Linked DNA regions of Mus musculus: all the other regions are linked to region 1. The links are chromatin contacts, called in public Hi-C and HiChIP or PLAC-seq maps. All regions are on one chromosome and are shown on one strand. The core of a region is the stretch at or near the end of the contact, and the rest is flanking DNA. Distances in the headings are between cores, read along the strand shown.

What was found. A called contact is a pair of places that touch in the nucleus more often than the background predicts. HiChIP or PLAC-seq counts read pairs in DNA pulled down with a chosen protein or histone mark.
Region 2: a contact with region 1 is called in an H3K4me3 HiChIP or PLAC-seq map of the 230-238 cell line, with 5 times the contacts expected there. The contact joins the enhancer-like site here to the promoter of Hs3st1 in region 1. A contact is called at or near these places in 1 of 39 promoter capture datasets (cancer-associated fibroblasts), 1 of 15 datasets of contacts at CTCF or cohesin (pro-B cells), 1 of 484 Hi-C or Micro-C datasets (bone marrow-derived macrophages), 7 of 115 datasets of contacts at active chromatin or transcription factors (the 230-238 cell line, embryonic forebrain, embryonic stem cells and 3 more) and 2 of 9 other capture datasets (adipose tissue and macrophages).
Region 3: a contact with region 1 is called in a Hi-C map of olfactory sensory neurons, with 4 times the contacts expected there. The contact joins the enhancer-like site here to the promoter of Hs3st1 in region 1. A contact is called at or near these places in 1 of 15 datasets of contacts at CTCF or cohesin (pro-B cells), 16 of 484 Hi-C or Micro-C datasets (B cells, CD4 T cells, adipose-derived mesenchymal stem cells and 8 more) and 8 of 115 datasets of contacts at active chromatin or transcription factors (SST interneurons, astrocytes, differentiating embryonic stem cells and 5 more).
Region 4: a contact with region 1 is called in a Hi-C map of conventional type 1 dendritic cells, with 2.2 times the contacts expected there. The contact joins the enhancer-like site here to the promoter of Hs3st1 in region 1. A contact is called at or near these places in 1 of 15 datasets of contacts at CTCF or cohesin (pro-B cells), 11 of 484 Hi-C or Micro-C datasets (B cells, CD4 T cells, the Patski cell line and 6 more), 10 of 115 datasets of contacts at active chromatin or transcription factors (the 230-238 cell line, a colorectal cancer cell line, embryonic forebrain and 6 more) and 2 of 9 other capture datasets (adipose tissue and liver).

The regions. Positions count from the first base shown.
Region 1 is chr5:39,643,346-39,646,420 of GRCm38.p6, forward strand. It overlaps Hs3st1 (heparan sulfate (glucosamine) 3-O-sulfotransferase 1), which reads right to left and starts at 1,286. Exons shown (of 2, transcript NM_010474.2): 1 at 1,072-1,286.
Region 2 is chr5:39,256,307-39,259,423 of GRCm38.p6, forward strand. The region is part of intron 1 of Gm40293 (a long non-coding RNA gene); the gene reads right to left. Among named protein-coding and RNA genes, the nearest start is that of Gm40293, 49 kb to the right of the region's middle. Within about 2 kb of position 1,620, at least 17 of the 459 cell types and tissues checked have an H3K27ac peak or open chromatin away from gene starts, as enhancers often do. A contact at or near this core is called in the 230-238 cell line and pro-B cells, where this site is marked.
Region 3 is chr5:39,142,320-39,145,522 of GRCm38.p6, forward strand. No RefSeq gene overlaps it. Among named protein-coding and RNA genes, the nearest start is that of Gm46937, 62 kb to the left of the region's middle. Within about 2 kb of position 1,547, at least 18 of the 459 cell types and tissues checked have an H3K27ac peak or open chromatin away from gene starts, as enhancers often do. A contact at or near this core is called in SST interneurons and olfactory sensory neurons, where this site is marked.
Region 4 is chr5:39,336,491-39,339,812 of GRCm38.p6, forward strand. No RefSeq gene overlaps it. Among named protein-coding and RNA genes, the nearest start is that of Gm40292, 31 kb to the left of the region's middle. Within about 2 kb of position 1,836, at least 9 of the 459 cell types and tissues checked have an H3K27ac peak or open chromatin away from gene starts, as enhancers often do. A contact at or near this core is called in conventional type 1 dendritic cells, where this site is marked.

The DNA of each region.
Region 1 (3,075 bases), core at 36-2,535:
AGGCAAAGCAAGAATACCACAGCTTCTGCGTTGTGTTGTGGGGGTTGGCGAGGAAGGGTGCTACTCCTGATCCAGAGGAGAACCCCGTGTGTGCAAGGAAAATAAAGTGCCTCCTTTAGCTTAGATTGTGCCATAAAGAGTCGGAGGCACCCACAAATAATTGCTAAGTCTGGCACAGCCCACCAATCCCTGGTAGGCATCTGGCTCCAGCACTGGCTTCTCCATCCTACTACTGGTTTGAGCCCCAGGTTCGGAGAGCTGGCTTTCCAGTTCCAGGAATGGCAGGGTCCAGAGGAAAGCAGCGGAGTCCACTGCTCTAAAAAAGCGGGTGTGTATGGCACACCTGAAGAGGTCAGGCTCCGAGCGAGCTGTGCACTTTCTAAATACAAGCTTCCCAGGTTCGTGTACGGACATCCATTATCCACTACCCTCCCCCATCCGCCTCCTCTATCGGTGGTACTCGAAATAGAAGCCGAGGTGGGAAAAAAGTAAAAAAGTAACACGAAAAAAAAAAAAAAAAATAACAGCCGTATGTAACTGGCTGTCTTAATACCTAAGGTCCTGCCTGTCACCTTCTTCTTCGAGTACCCCGGGAGATGCTCAGTCTCCCCATTATTGCTACCAAATGCAAAGGCAAACTAGACCAAGGCTTCCACACCCGAGATGCCCCATTCCAGAGGGACTCCTGTTAGCTGTCCCCTGGCCCAATTCTCCGCCCTAGGTGGTACCCGGGCTCAGCCAGCGCTCCACTCTAGCTGCAGTTGCCCAAGGTCCTAGAGAGAAGCTGTGGCGCCGAGCAACGGGCAGCGACGACCCTCTCGAGTCATCTAGGGACATAAATCCAGTCTTTTAAGAGTCAGAAAGTCTGGTACCTTATAGTCCATCTCGCGAATTCTAGAGGTGAGGTTTCGGAGCAGGAGACAGGAGAATCAGATAACCCCGAGTCTTGCCTCCAGTGGAGTGTGTTCTACCTGCTTTAGCCTTATCTCACCTTGGGCTTTGCACTTGAGTTAGTCGGAATACCAGAAGAAGGTGCCTAGGCAGCCCTCACCCCTCACGCTCCGCGCTCACCTGAGTCGCGTACCCGTCCAGCCGGTCCGGCGCCCTCAATCCTCTCTCCGGCCGGGCCATGGGCAGCACCGCCGCCAAGTACCTGCGCCCTTTGGAGCAAATTCACACTCACCCCGGGACGGGCGAGCGGTGAAGGGACACAGGCACTCACCGAGAGAGACCCGGCGGTGACCGCAGCTCCGGGCTGCAGCGCACTGAGGACCTTGCAGGCAGGCGTTTTGGTGCCGGTTCTACGGATGGGAGGAGCAGGAGGAGGAGCAGGAGCCGGAGGAGGGGACAGTGGAGGCCGGAGCTCGGGGAGAGCGCGGAGGGCAGAAGAGGATCTCGAGCGCCCACTGCTGCCTTGTTGGCTCTGGTACTGCCCCGAGTCCCGCCTCCCAGCGAGTCCCTGAGCGCCGACTTCCAGCAAGCCAGTTAAGCACCCGATTTCTGCGCTTTTGGGTCCCGAAGGAGCCGGCTCCGCTCACCCAGTACCTCGGCTCCTCGGATTTTAGTCTAAAGGGAGAGACCAGCGCAGTCTAGAGGGTGGGGCGTGTGGCTTGGGTGACTTTATCCACCTTGCAAACCCTGGACTCCTGGTCGGCTCCCTGACCCCTCTGGGTCCGAACCTTGGGCCCATATGACCGTTATCCTTTTCATAAATTCTGCGTGGTCCCCAAGACCTTCGCAGTACCCACGTGTGTTCCCACCCAGCGTTCCTTACCAGCAGGTGACTCGCTTTAGGCGCCTGTGCTCGGTGCACAGACCGGGAGGTCTCTGGAGCCGGTAGCTCCATCTTGCGCTGCAGCAGGGACAGGAGCCACTTGAAGAGGTGGCTTCAGAGTGTGCTTTGTCGCCACGGAAAAACCCTCTCTCCAAAACCCTCTCTCCTTCGGTTTCACCTCAAAAGGACCGACTTAAGGCGAGCCCGAAGAATTCAGCTTTCCTTTAGCAAAAGTAACTAGGTTGGCAAATTTCACCTCTGAAACTAATCAAGTTTTTCCTGCGTTCCAAAGCTGAGAGGTTTTGTGAGAGAGCCAACCTGCATAGTGTGACTCAGTTTAAGATTTGGAGGGCGAAGGAGCTGGAATCTCCTTGGAGACACTGGATTGCTTCAGCCCAGAGCAAGTCGCCTTCCAAAGCAGGTTACCAGAAGAAAAGAGGAGCAGGCAAGAGAGAGAGAGTGTGTGTGTGTGTGTGTGTGTGTGTGTGTGTGTGTGTGTGTGAAAGGAATAAGAAAGAAGTAACCAAATTCAAATCAAAAGAACTTCTTTTAGCTACTTTAATATCTTCCATATCTTAAAACTCAGAATATAAATATTTACCATCTATATTTCTAGAATCAACATTTTCCTATCTAAGGGGGAAAATTCCTTTGGGAAATTGACCTCGTAGCTGGTGCAAAGATTAGCGTCAGTCCTCTTAGAAGGCAAACGGATGCCCAGTTTATTGTGGCTTATAAAGCAGGCAACATCTTGGAGAGCTTAGCCAAGTTTTCCTTTTCAATGATAACTTATTAGAAAATTTAATGATTCTGGCTACTTATTCTTTGAATAAATGTAAAGTTGATATGCCCATTTCAGGTTAAAAAGGAAAAAAAAAAGTGCATTCACAAAAGCCACTTTAAATCTGCATTTGGAAAAGTCAATTTAAAGTTTACTTTAGATTTAGATACATACTTTTTCTCTCATTCTATGAAGTTGGGTAAAATCCCACAAATATCTATTGTGATTAAATGGAGAGTTCAGATTAAAAGGGCTGCCAACTCTCAGTTATGGTCACTTTAAGCTTCTTCCAGATGCCAAGCACAGTGGAGATGAGGAATCCTTCAACACAGGGTGGGAGGGGTGTTGGTGTCCTAAGTTGGTTGAGGTTATTTTTCCTTCATGAAGGGTCAAATGTGTTTCAATGCCCAATACATGGTATGAAGTACACAAGCCATCCCTGAGACACAAAAGGAGATTTGCAAGAATTCTTCTATTCATACCTTGGAAGTCAGAGGCCAGTTAACCAACTTTCTTTATT
Region 2 (3,117 bases), core at 370-2,869, 390 kb before region 1:
TTCAAATATTTTTTACATGACAATCTTGTCACATCTTCTGAATGGGAAATGTTTCTCTGGTTACAATGAGATGAAATAAGTACTCTTATTATTTCCTAAAATCATTATATCCCAGGACTGTCTTCCATAACCTGTCATTTGAAGTCTCTCTGATCTATGTGATCATTTAAATACTTCTAGAATAACAATATTCTGTTTAGCAATTGAGGTTTCTTCCTGAATACATGAAATAAGTCTATATTTCATTTTCCAATATATTGAAAGAACTCTGGGTTTTCTTTTCTTTTTGATAGACTCAACTGAATTCTCAAAGAGAGCTGAGCAATTTATTGTCTCCCATATAATTCTGTCTCTCTCTCTGCAGAGATGGTGTGGCAATTATCTTGATTGGAGATGTGCCAAGAGTGTACTTAGATTGCACTTTAGTGATATTTTGGAAAGAGAGCTTTATTTCGTAGAATTCATAACAGCATCACAAAATTATTTACTTCTACAAAACTTTTCCTAGTGTTCTACACAAGCGAGATTGAGTGGCTGTCCTCCTGTACTCTCTCTGGAGACACTCCCCTGCAGACAGACTGGAACCTCCATATTCACAATTATGTTGTATTAGAGGCCAGGCCATTCAGAAGATGTGGCAAGATTGTCATGTGGAAAATATTTGAAACCATTCTAACCTAGTCATTCCATCATCAATAATAATAATAATAATAATAATACTAAAATGAAAAAACCTAGATATTTTGAAACTGTACTGCTGTATTTTAAGAAATACACGGAAATTTAGCACTGAAATTTAGTGCTAGTTTTAAGAATACTTTGTACCGTTACTTGGACCCACAATTGCTTAGAGCAAGGGATCATGGATAACCAGGGTTGCCAAGAACATACATCAGGATGCTCAAGGCTCTCCCCTGGAACTGAAATGAAGTGCGTGTGTCATGTATAAGAAAGACTGTGCCAAATAGGCAGAGTATACAAGGTCCCCATGGCTGAGGCACATAGAAGAGCCATGCTGAGAAAGCAGTGGGAATCCTAGATTATGCAAATAAATGGAGCCTATAGAACACAAAGAGTTGAGAAGCTTCCTCAGTGGACAGTAAATTCAATAGAACTTTCTGTCCTGAATAACTTGAAGTTAGCATTAGAACATCAGATGCACATGTGTGCCTTGAATCAGAAAGGCTCAAGAAGAGAAGAAAGTGGGAGGGAGCCGAGGAATAGGAGCGTGTGTCAAAGTTTCCCAATGCAAAGTCCCCAAAGAAGAATGACTGAATCAGAGAGGACAAAGGAATGGTGCCCCAAACCTTTGTAGACATTGAAAAATAATTACTTTCTAAACTTCTAGGAAACATACAGCACAACCGGTTGACAGTGGCTGCAGAGTACAGTTTGCATGTATTTAATGTGCATTACATTTGTTCTTCCTTCTGTATACATTGTTCTTCACATTGGTTTAAGCCACTGAATCATTCATTCTTTAGAGGTAGTCAGTACATGACCAATAGCAGCATTGTGGGAACTGTCTTGTTGCTAGCTAGCTTCTGGTTTTGAACAGAAAGGAAAGCATTAGACCTCTGTTCGCCCTGGTAGCATGAAGCTCTTGCATAACGGCAAACAGAAGTTCACTTCCTGTTCCAAGTTCCAGGAGCTCAGGTGCAGGTTCCCTGTAATCTGAAGACAGTAGTTTAGTTGTAAGTGTTTGTGGTTAAGTCTTGGTTTCTGTCTCCAGCACTCATTTCTTTCTGCTTCCCTCACCCTGTTCTAGGTAGTCACAGTTTTCTGTGATCTACTTTGTGCCACATGGGAGAGCCAAGCAGCCTTGGTGGTAAATATTCAGATATTTAACCAATTCCAACTGTGAGTTAAGAATCTGGCTCACACTTTGGTCTTCCTTCTTCTTTTGTTTCATGTGTTTTGCGAATTGCATCTTGGGTATTCTGAGCTTCTAGGCTACTATCCACTTATCAGTGAGTGCATATCATGTGCGTTCTTTTGAGATTGGGTTACCTCATTCGGGATGATATTCTCCAGATCCATCCATTTTCTAAGGATTTCATAAATTCATTGTTTTTAATAGCTGCATAGTAGTCCACTGTGTAAAGTTACCATATTTTCTGTATGCATTCCTCTGTTGCAGGGCATCTGTACTTTTTCTTGGAAGGGGGAACAAAATGCCCATGTAAGGAGTTACTGAGACAAAATGTGAAGGAGAGACTGAAGGAATGACCATCCAGAGACTGCCAAACCTGGGGATCCATCCCATAAATAACCACCAAAACCAGACACTATTATGGATGCAACAGGACCTGATATAGCTGTCTCCTGAGAGGCTCTGCCAGTGCCTGGCAAATACAGAAGTGGATGCTCACAGCCATCCATTGGATGGAGCACAGGTTCCCCAATGAAGGAACTAGAGAAAGGACCCAGGGAGTTGAAGGGATTTGCAGCCCCATAGAAGGAACAACATTATGAACTAACCAGTATCTCCAGAGTTTCCTGGGACTAAACTACCAAACAAAGAAAACACAGTGGGACTCATGACTCTAGCTACATATGTAGCAGAGGATGGCCTTTTGGGACATCAATGAGAGGAGTTGGTTCTGTGAAAGCTTGATGCCCCAGTGTTGAATGCCAGGACAGGGAAATGGGAGTAGGTGGGTTGGTGAACAGGGGGAGGGTGGAAGGGATAGTGGGTTTTTGGAGGGGAAACTAGGAAAGGGAATAACATTTGAGATGTAAATAATGAAAATATCTAATAATTAATAATAATAATTAATAACAACAACAACAACAACAATAATAATAAAATAATCTGGCTCACTTGCATGGTATATTCTACATGGCACATTCCCAGTGTACCCAAAGCCTCCCTTCCTCTGCAGAACACCCAGTGTTCCAAATGAGAACATCAAGTCCCTCAAGAAGATGTGTGGCTCTTAGGTTCAGGACCTTCTTCTTCAAGTGAGAGTAGGTAGCACACAGTGTATTGGAAAGGGGAAGAGATTTCTTTGCTTAAGTCATTGAAAGGTAGGAGGCCCATGCTGTTGCTCATCTATGAGAGATTTCTGATTCCCAGTGTCAGAAACTACTGTCTCTTTACTGCCTGTCCTTTCC
Region 3 (3,203 bases), core at 297-2,796, 500 kb before region 1:
TGGAAGCCATGAGCCATTTCTTGGTACTTGGGATGCAATTGGGGCATACGCTGTTGTGCTCCGGGTGTTCGTATTAAAACCTGAGAGTATTGAAAACAAAGGTGTCTATCTCACGACAGCCATCTTCTACATAAGGCACGCCTTAGGAAACATTGATGAACTGCATTTCTAAGAGCTTGGTTACTGAATCATGTTTCAGCTGCAGCCTTAGGATTATTCAGAGCAAAGCTACAGCTCTCTCAGTGTTCTATTTAAAATATCAGGAGAATTTAAGTATTAAAATTTATGCAAATCTAAGTGGTTTTAGTAGGACTATAACAGTTTTAATGTATTTTTTAGTGGAATCATGAAAGCTAAGACACAGAGGAAGCCAAGGACAGAGGGAAAGTTGGCAAAGCTCCTACTATGTGCAGGTGTACCTAGTAGGTGCACCTTGGTTTTGGTATATTTTAACTCAGACCTCAGAGAAAGCTCCAATCGTCATCACAATAACTTAAATGAAAGCTCATAATGGTTAGTGGAGTTTTTAAAAGCACACCCCCAAATAAGAGTCTTTGCAGAGATGTCAGCCAAGGTCCTCTGACAGGTCCTGTGTCATCCTCACAGTCAAGGGTTGCCTCCTGGAGCACTGCACACAAGGTGCTGAATGAAGGCCGAGTTTCAGTCCTTTAGCTGTGGTTCAAAGCAATGGTTGCAAAGTACTGGGAGAAGTAGAAGTAGGGCCCGTGCACTGTGCAGTGTGCAGGCTGCTGCATGGGTAGCTTCATAGGCTGTGTGTATGTGCTAAGTCTTAGCAATTCTCCTGAGTGTAACATGATTGCTTTCCCTATTGCTAGTACCAGCCCCTGAATTTCTGACCCGTAGGACTGAGTACTTAGAGGTTCTGTCTGATCACATGAAGCATCCCACAGGCTTTTGGGAAACAGTCTTTTTATTTTATTTATTAAAATAGATCACATCATTGTAAAAGGAGCACTGGGCCTGGGAGATGGCTTTAGGGGGTCTAGGTGCTTGCTGACAGCCTGAGGCCTGAGTTCAGTTTCTGGGATCTATGTGGTGAGTAACTACAAGTTGCCCTTTTACTTCTGTGTATGCCTACTTCATATACATTATAAAGAAAGGTAGTTTAAAAATTAAAATAAGCACAAAGCTAAGCATCTAATTTGGCACCAATTTCATGTTGCTAAAATAATATAGTATATATATGTGTGTGTGTGTTTATGGATATATATATGTATATATAAATGCATTTTTCTTTCAATTCTTGTATAAAAACATAGATCTCAATGAAAAAAAAAAGAGCACTGATAGTAAATTTCTAACACTCTGTGACCCTTCTTATATGGAACATCAATGATCAATTAGTGCTCCCTCAGTATCCTGCAAAGGAGAAGACACATTGGCCCATATTTCATACCCAAGGAATAAATGTCCAGGAAAGCTAAAGAGCTTGCCGACTGTAACTAACCTCTGCTGACATCATTACAACCAGGCACACGTCCAAATACTTCACATGTCAGCTTACTGTATCCTCCTGAGGCCAGAGCCTGGCTAATGTCAGCTTTCCAAACCAACTTCCACACCCCTTCTTCCCTTGTTGGAACCCTCCATGGTGCTGGCTTGTCCTTGCAAGACGGAAATGTTGTTTTCCGTGGAATTACATATTTTGTGGGCAGCTTTTGTCTTTACATACATCTAAAGGATGCACAACACAGCCAATAATTGCACGGTTCTTTTCAGTTTACAGATCAACTTTGTTAAAGGCATCTCATGTTTTCATTTTCTTTACAATAACCCTGAGAGATAATTACCACTGTGCTTAAAATATACCAACTAAAGCAAGCAAAAGGACCAGTCCCCCAGGCTGAGCAAAGCATCTCTCGAAAGCTTATAAGCCTGCAGAAGTAGCCCACCACTTCTCTGTGTTCTTGTTGCGGCCTCTCCTCGTCCACCTCTCTGAAAGATCAGTGGTTCACGGTGATTCTGTTCTCTATACCGATGTCCAACGGCTGATTCAGCCTGAGAGAAAAGATGCCACGTCAGGCAGAGCTGGTATAGCCTCATACCTAGGTTGCCTCTGTACCTTAGTGCTGCGTGAACAGGCAGCACAGGTCTCCTGAGCCTTGTCGCAGGAGATTAGATTTTATGATGCTCACAATGTCTCTCAGGAGGGTTGTGCTTTACCTCATGTGCAATGAAAGCCTGTTTACAAGGTTCCACCTGGTAGGACATGCCTGGCCATGACTCACCTCTAGGCGTCTCTCTCGGTAGCATGTGTTCAGTTTTCCTTCTCTCTTTTGCCCCATGCTTCAAATATTACAGCACAGATCCTCGGAGAAAGCAAACCCCACACACTAGTGTTCTACAAGGGAATGGTTTACAAGAAGGGTGGGGTGGGGGTTGAGGTCAGACAATATATCACACTCCACTGATTCTCTCTACAGGTTCTCCCCTGTGTCATTGTAATAGTGGAAGAATAGGGCTAAGGGTTCCATTTTATGCTCTCCGTTACTGTGGACTCGGGATAGACAAAAAGTCACATCCATAAACCATGGGCCTTCCAGAATAACTCCTGCTTTTCTTTAATATTCAGATTTTGTCTGTCAACTTCCAGAGCGGCCTTGGTGTGAAGCTCACCGTCAAGGGCATGGGCTAGTTTTCTAGAATAATATCTCTCTGCCTTTAAGACCATGATGATTTATGCATTACCTTTGTCGTGGGGTGTATTCACTGTGATTTTTCTCAATAACCTCTCTAAGGCTAGCATGAATTATCTTCTTAAAGATTTGGTATGCAGTGCAGTTTTATGCACTTCCTTAAGAACTCTGACCCTGTGTAAAACTAATCCCAAATAAATTTTCATTTCTGAACACACTGTTTTGCATATGAAAATTTATCATGGCTGTACAGTTGCTCTTGCGCTAAGCTTTATTTTAGAGGTCGTGTGACCACAGGTGCCGCGAGTGAGTGTGGGAATTGGGTCCTGCGCATGGCAGAGGCTCCAGCAGCTCAGCTCAGCCATGTTTCAGCTCACGTAGTGTGGGCTTTAATTAGTCCAAGTGTTCAGGATCAACTCCTGGGTCACTCACTAACTGCTATTTCACTTTGCACACATCTCAACTTCTCCAAGTCTCATTTTCCTCATCTGTTAAAGGGGACCCAGGTCCAATAATGGCACTCTTCTGATGCATTTTGGTGACAGA
Region 4 (3,322 bases), core at 586-3,085, 310 kb before region 1:
CAGTTAGAAGACTGTGTGTAGAGCAGGTAGAAGACTATGTGGTACAAGGGTTTTCATGAGTCAGTGACCTCCTTGAGTAGATTCCCACTTTTCCCCAGCATCACAAGAACAGGATAGACAACACAGACTAATTTTTTTCAACAGCATGCATGGATGCATTCTATTGGGCACAGCTTGAGACTCTCATTTAAATGCCTTCTCCTCTCTGAGGCATAAATTTCACAAAATTCCAGTGGTTATTCTTTAAAAACAATCCTATTCTGATAGCTAGGATGACAGTTTATAGCAGCCGTGATCACCTACATTCCTTTCCCCACCATTTGGGAAAACTTGTTACACAATTCTTAAATCACTGAGTTGATTCACCTCCTCTAAACAATAGTGGACAATGTCTTTGGGAGGTATTTAAAGAAACCAAATGACTCTGGGTTTAGTGATGCAGTCTGGTAGCCTCAGCATTCTGGCTACCACACCATCAGCACCGTGAGTTCAAACCTTACTAAGGCTGCAAAGATGATTTGTGTGAGCCTTGCTTCACCTATCACTATTCCGTTTCCTCATCTAAGAGATGGGAATATATTCATAGTCCAGAAGGGAAAATGGGATATGATAGTCCCAATGCAGGAAGTAAATACAACTGGTGGTAGCAATAGGCTGGCTCCGTCCCAACCCCATCCTAGCAACAAACTAAAATAATTAAGGCAATAAGTAAAACTGACATGAAAAGATGGTGCCTGGTAGAATGAGAGAAAAGGCACGCCATACTGCATGATCTGAGTGTTTGCTCTGTTCTGAGTTTTGTTCCTATTTTTTTTTTATTGAGAAAGAAAAAGTGTGTGTTTAGAATGAGGCAGCTAGACTCAGTTTGGATGATCCCAATTTTGTAGACAACATCTAGTCCATCCTCATATGGAGTCAGTGGAGCACCTGCTTTCATTTTTCTCTCCACCAGGCTTTGTCGAGTATTGACTTTGGCCACATCAGTGTAGTAGAGTTTGCTCACAGGCTGTTTGAACTGATGCTTGTTGACCTTGGCATCCACCGTGAATGCAAGTGTCTTCTGTCTTCTCCATCGCAGACACAGTGGTCAGGGTAATTTGCTGATGGCGTCGTGTTCAAGCTCGTTTCTTCTGGGTGAGCTTTTGGGAGGGAATTTCGGTTGCCACTGGAGCACCAGGGTCTTAGGCTGGTGGCCAGAAGGTGGGTGACATGCAGATCTTTTTGGGGTACAGGCACTTTCAGCACTGCCTTCTAGATTTTCAAGGCCTTTGCTTTGGCTTTGAGAGGGCAGGACCCTCCTTCTTCAGTTTCAGCACCCTCTTTGCAGAAAAGGGCTCATTCCCAGTCTTAATGGAAATAACTCACTCAGCTGTCCATTGCTACCCCAAGTTGTATTTATTTCCTGCATTGGGACTATCTTATCCCATTTTTCTTGTGGAATATAAATATCCCATCTGTTGGATGAATAAGCAGGATAGAGACAGGTGAAGCACTGCTCACACAAATCATCTGGCTCTCCCCCACCTCCTCCAAAAATAAGACAGACTCCTTTGTTCTATAATAGCATGCTATTTGATGTACATTGACTTATGCAATGCTTGGAAAACCCAAGTTCAGTTTACACTGTTGAATGATTTCTTCACTCTTTAAAGGAAGTGTCACTAAAAGATGCACAGCTCAGAGACCAATATTCATCTTTCAGATTTCAGTTTCACTCAGCAGAGAGAAAGGTCGCTGCCTCTAAATCATTATTTCTCCCAAGCTCTGTCTTAGGGTCTTGAAGCTCTATTGAAGTGAATAAGCTGGGCCTTCCCCCAATCCCATTCTAGCTTTCTGCAGTTTCTTGGAAGAGGCAAAGCAGGGCTACCGTCATTAACAAGTCATTATGAACTAGGAAGATACTTTTAGCAAGATTACTTCTCCATTTGAGAATCTTCCCTCATGCTTTGGAGTGAAATACACATAGAAAATGCATTGTTGGGTTTGGGATTCATTTGTTTTGTTGTCATTACTGTTGGATGTTCTATCTAATGTAGAACAGTGGCTAAAACTTAACATTTGTCCTGTAAACTCTTGCCCTGAGGATTCTTTTTTTTTTTTTTTTAAACCATTAACAGTAACTTTATTCTCTAGCAGGTCATTTCTCTACTGCTTTGAGAGGAAAATACTGAAGCCCTGAGGATTCTAACAAAAGAGGCAAGATGATCTTGGGGCATGGAAAGAAAAACTAAAGGAGGGAGTGTGTTTTTCTTCAGTGTAAAAGGGAAGGTGACAATTGAGGATTCACAGTCAATAAAAGACTGAAATATGACCTTTTAGGCCAATACTATTAACTTACCAGTTAGTGAGCACTGTCAACACTTGAAGAAAGGCCAAAAAGAGAGTATAAAGCCCCAATGTGAAGGCAGTTTGTGGGCTGTGGAATGTGGAACTATCCAGTGACAATTGTCACCAAGGTGACATCACTATGGTGTGGTGTATAAAGGCAACAGGATCAGAATGAATCAGTCTGCGACCAGGAAGTGTCCTGCTTTAAAGTCAGAGGACTCTACAGACTGTCATAAGCAAAAAGAAAAGGCCCTTGATGGCAATTGATAGAGAGATCCTAGGTCAAATGTGAACAGGAGAATCTCACAGTGTTTGTATAAGGCACTTGGGAAAGCAAGGTTAGCTTCCCAGACAGCTTTCTAGGCTCAATCCAGACTCTCATGGGATTTTCGCAAGTGGGTTTTTTGGAAGGGCTGTGTGTCATGGTCTTGCCCCTGCATATAGGTGACATAGAACCTCCCAGGAGGTGACACCTCTGACTTCATTCCCACCTCTTTTTGTCTTTCATTTAGATCTTTCACTTTGGAGACACTTCTCTGACTGCTTTGCCTTGGTGTTCTTCTGTATTCCACCTGGATTCTCGCGCTCCAGCTCCTGTACTGGAGTCAGCCTTCAGAGCCTCTGTGGTTTCCACTCTTTACCTCACCTGCCATAGTGCCTAGAGTAATAGCTGGTACAGAGAGATAACTGAGCAGTAACTGATGGTTGAATAAGTTGCAGAATGAGTATACATTTGACCTTATAATTATATAAAAATGTCTGTATTTATTACTATTAGTTTTATATACTTGCTCAAATTAAACAAAAATCCCCTTTAGATAAGAGAGGCCAATAGAGGATATATAATCAAACATACAATCAAAATGCATTATGTGCATGCCTGAAAATGTCATAATGAAGCCCATAAAAATAAAATTGGCATATGCTAGTGAAAACATTGGATTTAACTTGTTTGATTCTCCTTAATTCAGACTATAGCGATACCCAGCCCTAC